Regions from separate parts of the Sus scrofa genome. Here region 1 is linked to region 2. The links are chromatin contacts, called in public HiChIP or PLAC-seq maps. All regions are on one chromosome and are shown on one strand. Each heading gives the region's core, a stretch centred on a gene start, on an enhancer-like site or on the middle of the called end of the contact. The rest is flanking DNA. Distances are from core to core; before and after follow the strand shown.

The links. HiChIP or PLAC-seq counts read pairs in DNA pulled down with a chosen protein or histone mark.
Region 1: a contact with region 2 is called in an H3K27ac HiChIP or PLAC-seq map of alveolar macrophages. The contact joins the enhancer-like site here to the promoter of ZEB2 in region 2. A contact is called at or near these places in 6 of 47 Hi-C or Micro-C datasets (alveolar macrophages, embryonic fibroblasts, epiblast stem cells and 2 more) and 2 of 2 datasets of contacts at active chromatin or transcription factors (alveolar macrophages and skeletal muscle).

Annotation. Positions count from the first base shown.
Region 1 is chr15:7,554,059-7,559,077 of Sscrofa11.1, reverse strand. The region is part of intron 2 of ZEB2 (zinc finger E-box-binding homeobox 2); the gene reads right to left. Among named protein-coding and RNA genes, the nearest start is that of ZEB2, 58 kb to the right of the region's middle. Within about 2 kb of position 2,422, at least 12 of the 83 cell types and tissues checked have an H3K27ac peak or open chromatin away from gene starts, as enhancers often do. A contact at or near this core is called in alveolar macrophages, where this site is marked.
Region 2 is chr15:7,495,858-7,500,817 of Sscrofa11.1, reverse strand. ZEB2 (zinc finger E-box-binding homeobox 2) reads right to left here and starts at 1,939. Exons shown (of 10, transcript XM_021076506.1): 1 at 1,475-1,939. LOC110257199 reads left to right here. Exons shown (of 2, transcript XR_002339482.1): 2 at 1,495-1,588. It overlaps LOC110257200 (a long non-coding RNA gene), which reads right to left. Exons shown (of 2, transcript XR_002339483.1): 2 at 3,892-4,960.

The sequences.
Region 1 (5,019 bases), core at 1,173-3,672, 58 kb before region 2:
TATAGCTCTAAGTCACACATATATGTATATACATACATAAATATACACATATACAAATAAAATATCTATAAGAGCTAACATAACCCTATAGCCTATGTCAATCCAAGCCTTACGCATTTGGTAGCTATCAAGGTTCCTAGAAGAAGCTGTGCTAAAATACATTGTCCTTTAATCCCTGGCTTCTTGGGTTATATAAATGTGTGTATCTTTTGATATATAACCAAGTAGGCTAGAATGAATGAGAGCAGAACAAAATGTTACTTCCTAGGACATAGGACTGCAGAAAGGGGTTGATGAAACTACTAAAATACTAGAGGAGATTTTGAAATGTAGGTGTCAGGTATAACTGGCGCTCTGAGTCCCTGGCCTCTTAGCTTTTTGTCAGATTTCAGAACTGCCATGGGGAAGTTTGCCTTCTCACTTGCAGACCTGCAAGTGACACACTTGTAAAAGAGCGTGGGACTTGGAACACAACCCCTGTAGATTTAGAGCATGGTTTATAATCAGAAAGTTTGGAGGGTTAAAAAATTTCCTGCTGTCTTATAGACATACCCCCAGATGGATGTGGAACTTGGTGTTATTTCTTGTGGGGAGAAAAACACCCAACAACTCATACATAAAGCCCTGTGGGGTTTTTGTTTGTGTTTGTTTGTTTTTTTAAGCTCTGTCACATCCAGATGTGATGGCTTATGTCAAGATGAAAGTCAGCTAAGGTACAAAATAAGGTAGCAGGCTAAAGAGTTGGTTTCCTTTAGAGTTGAGTATGACAAAAATTATACAGGAAGGGTAAAAAGAAATCTTGCTGTGTATGTGTTCTTTAAAATGAGTCGAGGCTTCTTTCCATTTTAGAAGAAAACAGGTCTTCAATGTTCATGAATTTCAACTCTCCAACACTTTGGCCCCTTGCATCTCAGACAGCCACACACTGGGTCTCCTAAAGAGAGATCCTGAAGAAAATATGAAGAAAGGTGACCCTCTGAGCCAAAAGGAAATGTTAAGCTTGGCCAGGGCTGCATAAAAGAGGGTTGCTGAAACCAAACATCATGTCCAGACAAGGTCGCTATGTTAGGATGATTTCATTCTGAACACGATTCTGGATCTGTTTTTGTTGTGGTGGATGGGTGAGGGCCACCTCAGCTACGTAGATTAGGGAGGTGGAATGGGGAAGAGGGATATTACAGTGTGGACACATCGGTGCTGTTAAGGGATTTGAGAAATATTCTTCTTCTTCTATTTAAAGAGCTTGAACATCAACAGCCAAGGTATGGAATGTGAAGGGTGGCCCAGAAAGAGACTGAAGTGGGGTACGTGGTTGTTTTTCCTTTCATTTTCTTTTCTTTTCTTTTTCTTTTTTTGGTATCCATTGACTTTAATTAAGCCCAGCCAGCCTCTTAAGCATGGGAAACTTGGAGAACTTTTTTGTTTAAAGTGATCTTGTTCCCAGGGTTTTCCCTACAACTTCTCTCAGCTCTGTTGCAAGGATGAATATTCACATTCCTGCTCCGAATCTTTAGAGCAGGGTACCTGGCATACACAGAAAATTTTAATCTCATCTGAAGTATAATACTAAGAGTGCTTTTTTTTTTTTTTTTAGGAAAAAGAAACCTTTCTCCATAATCCTGCTAGTTATACTTCTTAACTGTATTATTTTAAGTCAATTAATTCAAATTTTAAAATAATGAAATTACTAGCAGAGACTTGAAACTTCTTTTAGTATATTAAATTGGGCAGATTGCGTCTCTCCTTCTAATTATGAATATTGCAGTTACAAAAGAAACTGTCATTTTGATAGAGCAAAAGACAATCTGTCTGCCAAAAATGTCCAACCATAATTCTAAAAAAAAGTCATCGGCATCAAGAACATGCTACTTTGTTTGATGTACTGTCTTATTGGAAACCTAATTTGCTTTCAACCTCTGAGACAACACATAACATAAGTTTGTGTGACTAATTTTTCTTGGAAATATGAGTAATGAGAATTAGGGGCCATTTTCTTAGCAGGAGTGGACAGGTTTTTTAAAAATTCAAAGTAAGTGCTGGAGTTATTTTCTTTGCTTTTTTTCTTTTATAGCACTCCTAAAACCAAGTGGAGGGGGGATGCTGAGCTTTGTACTGGATAATGTGAGTTCCCATGTAAATGGTGAGCGATTGCAAAGTATGAAAAGGTTTATTACCTAAGGTGAGCCCTCCCAGAGCTCCAGGAGTATAAAAGCATTAAGTGTATGTTCTAACAAAGTCATAAAAATCAATAAACAGGAACCCCCCACCTGGGCAATGGCCCCAGTGTTAAGTTTTATACATGTAGTAATAGTGCATATCAATTTTCACCACCCTTCCTACGCTAGCTATTACAGGGCCTACCACCACCGGAGGGCCGGCAAAAGCCGCACCATTCATCCATCCCACGGAGTTGTCTACATGCCAGGCCCATTGCATCATTGTCAGTTTTATTCTATCTGCAACTGGACAAGGCTGCAGCCCTAGCTTCCATACACCCACTCAGTACCGCAACAATTGCAAACTGTGTGCCTCTGTTTAAAGAGTTTACAAGTCCTCCTGAAAGAGAAACAGAATCGTTGCATATTAATGCCCTGGACCCTGGAGGATCACACAATGGAAAGGGGAAAGACACGTTGCTACCACCGAGATGTGACCTTGTCCAACTGCTGCAGTCTCTGGCTTATCCACCAAGGTTTAAAAAATCATCATGCATTCTCGATAAGCATCCAGATGACCGGGTTTCTACAGCAACTGGTTATAATCGGAGTGCCCCGCCATCACCCAAAGATTCTGAAAGCACAGGTCACCACTTTAGTAGATGCACGATAACATATGCTAAGAAATCAGGCCCTGAATCTGCAGCGTTTTCACCAGGTTACAGAAATAACTACTCACATCACATGTATTTCATAATTAAAGGAAATCCTCCTACCCCACCTCCCTACTTTTACCAATAAGGCAGAAACTATCACTGAATGTGTAACCTTTGTAACACATCCACTCTTCCCATCCATTACTCTGTGTGTGTGGTGGGGGGGAGGGAACAGGCTTATTAAAATCCCAGCCACTTGTTGGTAAAGAGGCCCAATAACTTTAGGGGAAATACTTCACTTGGGGCATTCTGGAAAAAAAAAGAAAGAAGGGGGAAAAAAGCCTCGTTTTAATTATAATCCAAAGATAACTGCTCTGTAGTAACGAGGAGCATTTGAGAAGAGAGCCTTCATTCAGACACTGGACTTGGGTGAATTTTTCCTTTCTTGTAAATGGTTCTATTGGCCATCGTTTTAATAGGCCTGCTGAACAAAAGACGACCCTTGGTGATGACTCCTCTTTCCCCCTCCCCACCAAAAAACAAAACAAAACCCCCCAAACCGGGAGTTCTAGCTGTCTGAGGTTGCCTTTGATAACGTTCACAGCACGGAAGTGCCACTCAGGGGTACTTGAAGCTGCGTCATTTAAGAGCACAAAAATAGAATAAAGTTGTGCAGCAAACGAGAAATTATAACATAACTCAAGTGCTGTGGCCTGAAACAGGCAAAATGAGCCATCTAGACATTTTCCACAAGCAAAAAAATAAAAGTAAAGAAAATGGAAAAATGCAATGCTGGCGTGATTTCCACAAAGGTATGTGCTTGAAGTGGCACTAACTTCGGTGCCATCCACAAGAAGAGTTGCTATGGATATTATGAGAAAATGAGACATTTCTAGCAATGCAAAGAAAGTGAAGCGCTGCAGTTGTGAACAGCTGGCATACAATAGATAATTTAAGGGAAAGTGACCCTCATGTATAATTTTTAACTGAAGAACTGTCAGGGCCCATTAGTTCCAACAGGGCCTGCCAGGACCAAGATCGGTTTATTGGAGTACTGTATTAGCAGAGTTTCTGAAAGAGCAGCATGAAAACATAATATGGGGATTCAGTAATTTTAGTGTTTTTAAAAATTGTACACATTACTTGTTTTACTGACATCAAGGCTCTCCGCCTCTGTGTTCAGAATGAAAGGCCCAATAGGGTAGCAACTGGCATGGTAAACAATTTGTGAAAAAGCCCTTCTGAGCAGTTGTACTACATTCAAAAGTAACCCCCAAAAGTTAAAAGGGAAAACCAAACAGTGGCTATCGTACTGATTATTCACTGTGGTACTGAATGCTTATGACTCAAAGGCCTTGAAGGGAATAGGGCAAGGAGCAGAAAAACCAGATTACACCAATTCAACTGAAGTTCTCGTTAGGAAGTATGGAAATTCCCAGACAATGTTTGAAGGAGGTGACACTGTCTTCTTGGGGAATAGAGCACATATGCTTCAAAAGTAATAGCCAAAGTAGGAGTTCCCTGGTGACTCAGCAAGTTAAGGATCTGGTGCTGTTACTGCTGTGGTGCGGGTTCAATCCCTGGCCAGGGAACCTCTGCATGTCATGAGTGCAGCTAAAAAAAAGTAGCAGCCAAAGTAAATCACAGGGGAAGAAAAAGGGGTTGCCTATTCTCCTTTAAGTTGGCCATTCAGCTAAGCAAACACATATTAAAGCCCTCTTCTCACCAGGGTTATCTAAGTTAAACATGTGCTAGAATGACAATCATATATAAGTGGCATGCAATGGTTTCAAGCGGTGCCATCTTTATTGAAAGCAAGGATTTATGGCGGAGTGAAGGACAGAGTGAAAAGTCAGGGAAGGCCTCATGGAGAAAGTGGACATGGTGCTGGTGTGTATGTGAAAAACTTAGCCTCCTGCCTTGTAGTTCAGTTCATGGTGGCTATGTTTAACATCTGGTGGAATGCACCATACTTAATTTTGTTGTGTGACACTGTGCAGTTTAAAATCACCTTTGCCTTACCTCTTTATCCTTAGGGGGAACTGCCTGATATTTTCTTGTTGGTATTCTTTGGTGTAAATGTTTCGAGGAAATTTCAGGCACTTATATCCCAAATTAATGGGATTCTTGGCATCCTCTCTCCCTTTTAATGTTGCACTGATGTGGAATTAATCTCTCTATTTAGGTGGTTTGTCTTTGCTACAAAT
Region 2 (4,960 bases), core at 690-3,189:
TAACAGATGCAAACTGTAACACAAGGGCCATTAACCCTTTCTCTGCCGAGCACACTCAGTCCCCACGTCCCGCACCTATTGTCTCCTGTGCTAAAGGCTTTGCGGAAAACCTGGAAAGTGAGTATCAGTTTCCACACATTTGCTGACAGGGGTGGAGGTTGGGGGGGCGGTGGGCAGAAAGAAGGGGAAGTGGATGATTTAGAAAGCACCTTGAATTTAACCTAGGCATAGTGGGAGACTTTTAACACATTTTCTCATTTCTTGGCTCTCCTATGGATTTGAAATTGTTGGGAAAAATTCCTGAAATAAAGAAATGGTCACACAAGTATCTGGGATGAAACAGCTGGCCTGTCTGTATTCATGCTGAGACTTACACACGATTGCATATAAATATATGTTTAATAAAGTAAGCTGCTAGTTTTATGAGCATTTGTGTGTGAGGGAGAGACAGGGCATTTGTGCTGTAAACTTTATCTTTGCCTGTTATTTCTAACTCTGGAGTTAGTAATCTTGCCTTCATCATTATAGGGGGAGCATGTAAAATATATAAGTAAGTGGGAGATAAACACATTCATGTTAGCGGGGCTCACCACTGTTCCTGGGAACTCCTGCTATCTCTCTTGACTTTTCAGTGCCAAAGTATGGCATGGAATATTTGTATGTATGTGTCTCCTGTGAAATCCATGTCTATATTACTTTGCCATTTGAAATACAATTTCAAAAGTTATCCCTAATTTAAAACTCTAATATCCTGACAGTTTTCTTCCCAACTGTAGTGACCCCCCCCCCCACTACTTTGGTAAACGACTCAAGTTCCATGAGGACTTTCACTTCTTTATTTATCATCACAGAAGTGAGGTGTTACTTCACATACACACACACACAAAGAATGAAATAAAGAAATGAAACTCGCTAAGCAGACAAAAACAAGCAACTTTCTGCTTAGAAAACAGCCTTCTTCGGTAGAAAAGGTTGGACTGCCATATCTAAGAGAAAGACTTGCTCCCGAATTTGGTAGGTTTGTATCCATCAAGTTTTGTAATTATTAACAGGTATTTGCCAAGTTTTAATTGCTGAATACAATGAATTGGAATTAGACATGACAATAGAGCAGAACCTCTCCCCCTGAAGAGTTTTTATTCCAACCACATAGTTCTCAATAAAACTTTTCCTAGGCTGGGTAGCAAAAGGCACCTTTGGTTACCTGAATGGACAGGTACAGGGCAAATTATTTGGAGGAGGAAAAAAGAGAAAAGGAAGGAGAGAGAGAGGGAGTGAGAGAGAAATCCAAGAAGTCACTCTTGGGAAAAGCTTGCCGTAAAGGAGCTAAACCCACCTGAAATTCCTACCCACAGACACTCCTTCGCACTTCAGACTCCCATCCTCACTTAAAAGGAGAAAATCATGAAAGGAGGGTGGGGGATGACCATGCCAAAAAGGAATAAAAAGAGAGAAAAGGGGGAAAAAAACCTACCTGCGAAGTCTTGTTTGTAGTTTTGGCCAGAAATGGTGAGAAGAAAAAGCATGAAGAAGCCGCGAAGTGTGGGGAAGAAAAAGGTGGAAGCGAAGAAACAGCTCCCGGAGCAAACTGTACAAAACCTCGCCAAGAGTGTCGGGAGGCAGGACCGTTATTCCTGCGGAGCAGGTTAGAACTGATCTCTTTCGGCCACTCCAGGAAACACAAACCTGGGGACGGACTGACGTGTTACGCCTCTTCTAATGACATTTTTTTCTTTTTCTTTTCTGTAGGAGAGAGAGAGACCCTGAAACACGCGCCACCTATCTTTGTGGGGAGGGATAATTGAAGCGCCCTGAGCGTGAGCATCATGTGAAAACGTGATCGCCAAGTTTCTCTCTGGGAAAGGATCTGGGATAGATTATACCTTGAAGTCTCCGCAAACGCTTTAGTGGAAGAAATGAAATTCCACCTCCCTCCCTTCCTCTCTCCCTCCCTCTCGCCTCCCTCCCTCCCTTCTCCACGCCCCCCCCCCCCCCGTAAAGCCTTTGGCATCATTATCCTCATCTCCTCATCACTAAATCCTACAGAGTACAGGGCGGAAAACGGTGCACACCATTCACAGAACTGGAGAACTCTTAAGGGGCGAAAGTTAAAGGGAAAGATCCCGGTTCTTCAATCCAGATCGCTTCTTCTTATACAGATATCTCTAATGACCAGATTTGAGATGCACATTAAGTTGTGTGGATTTCTCAGCACAGCTTCTGGAACTAAATTTTTTGCCCTTTCTCTTATTTTTTTGTCTTTTTAGATGCCAGAGCCAGAAAAAAAAAATGTTGCATGTGAACTGCATTTTAGGGTGTGTGTTGGGGGTGTGTGTGTGTGATGAATTTCTGGATTGGATCCCAATACTAAAAAGTGGTTTGGCATTTTTAAAAAGGGTCTCTAAGTGAATTAACATAGCGGGCTGAGTTGCCTCGATCTCTGAGTCTCTCTACATCTCACGGAGACCTCACTACAAAGTGAGGGAGTGTGTGTGTGTGTGTGTGTGTGTGTGTGTGTGTGTAGGGAGGCAGGAGGAATAGGAGAAAGGCCATAGAGGAACTTAGCAGGGAAGGATGAGCATGATATTAAACGGCATGGGGTCTAAGTTTTGGAGTATACATTTTTTGATATTGCAATTAAAGTAAAATTAAAAAGAAAAGACTCCACCTTTGCTCTGAAGGGATTGGTTATGTAAATATGGAAGGGATTTCCTGGAGAATACAGCTTTCTACTGTATGGTTAATTAAATAATCACTCAAAAGCTTCCAACGTGACGCTTCTGTCGTAATCCAATCAGGTTACATAGGTCCTAAACAAGAAAGATATTTTCCACATCTGGAAGTCAGCAATTTAGCAAGTACTGCACATTATTAACCAATTCAGAGCCCACTTCCCAGGGGAATTTTTTTTGAAGTTTAAGTGTTCTTAACCAATGCTCTGCTGTTTTGTTAATCAAAAAGCTGGTTTACACTGCACATAATTGGAACTAATATAGAAGTAAATAAAGACAGCCAAATTTGAGGATGCTGAGCACAGGCATTTATAGGAAAAGGAAGAAATCTCTTAGCCTCCAGTGGTTCAGGCTCAGTTTCTTAAAGAACTGTGAGGTTTTTTTGTTGTTGTTGTTGTTGTTGTTGTTTTAAGAGTGAAAGTGCTTGAGAACCTCAGAGCACAAATAAACTTTCAGTCCCACTGCCTTTGGGCTTTCTTGCAAAGGTAAAGGTGGAGGTGTCAAGAGGACTGAAGAGCAGCCTCATGCCAAAATTTTCTGCTTTAATATTGTTAATATGTTACAGCCCCCTGTTTTCAGTCTGATGAAATCTGAAACAAATAACACCCTGATCCAACACTAGACTTTTACTTATATTAAGATAAACTGCTTTGAACTGTGCTTTGAAATGTGTGCCTAAAGCAAGACTTTGAATGCAAGACTCACTGGCAATTGCACTCAGAGGAGGGAAAAGCCACCACAAGAGTTGCCACATCCACACTCCCAGAGGTGCATGTCTTTGTATTTTGTATGTTTATTTTTTTTAAGGGGGGGAGCAGTAGCCACCCAGCATGACCACAGCTAGTTCTGACTTTAGCCTACAAGAAAGTACATTTTCACTATTGGTTACAGACTCACTTCTTTCCCACCTTGAGTATTTATTACACTGAGAATCTTCTCACCCATCCCATTACAGATAAATTACCTGTAGAGGAGCATTCAAGATCATCAGTGTAAAATTAATAATAAAAAAAGAAAACTAAAGACTTCCAACAGAGGTCAGGCACATTCTCCACCTTATGTTGTGCATTTCTTTTAATATTTCTATCTCTATAAATATATGACTTATCAACTTCCTCTTCTGAGATTTATTTCTATTATTAATGTCCTTTTTTCTTTCTCTTCCCACTTTTTTATTTAAAAAAAAGTCAATTCCAGCTTTCTCTAGAAGTTTGCTTTTCAGCCTTTCCTCTTCCATTTCTAGGAAAAAGCTGTCCCTTGCATGGAGTGATTCCAGACAATACTCTACCTCAGGAACCCAGGTAGCCACTGGAGCTTCCAGCCCAGACACACACTCACTGACAAAAACCTCAGGTCAAAGGATCCTATTGAAAGGCTAACAAATTACTTGTCTTTATTATGTATATTAATGTGAGGTTACTTAGGATCTGACTTAAAAAAAAAAAAAAGAGACAGACAAGTATTTCCATTAAAAACACCTAATCATCTGATTACTCTGGGCTCAGTAATTGTTCAAGTGGCAGGAGGCAGCCTCAACAAGGCATTGGGAGTCCCGATGTGCAAGTATTTGATTTAGGGTAAAAAAGCAATCTTTCAAGTTTCCATTAATGTGGATATTTAGATGGTGGCATGTGAGCTGTCCCTGTGAGGGTGAGAGCGCCGGTGGGTTGCCCTCCGCCCCTGCCTGGCACGCCCCTGGCACACACCCTTCCCGATTGACCGAGAGTTCCCATCAAAGCAGAGACGGTGGGATCTGGCGAAGCCGAAATATAAATTTGTTCCGAACACTCTTTTAGTCCGAAGGCCAGGTCAGGGACAATGGGGATCGTGGGACCAGCGGGATGCAGGAGCGCAGGACGCAGGGAAAAGTCGAGAGAGGACTAGGAGCTGCTAGCTTTCGGATCCTCACACAGCAAAGCAAGTCCTTCAAATGAATCGCTCCTTCCCGGTCTTCCTTCCCCATTAATAGTCCATTTCGAGATTAGCGCAGACCAAGGGGATTAAAACAACAGATATATGCAAATGTGAAATAATATTGCAATCGACATAGAAGGGAGAAAAATAATTCTATAGGGTCTCTTTGAGTGAAACAAACTGCCTCCCTCAGGAGTTCCTCCACCCAAGCAGTGTGAGGATGCACTTTTGTTTTCCAATTCCCTCCAGCCAGGACCTGGTGCCTGTCCCCCCATTCACCTCTCAGTCTGTCAATTTCCTTAACTTTCACAGCC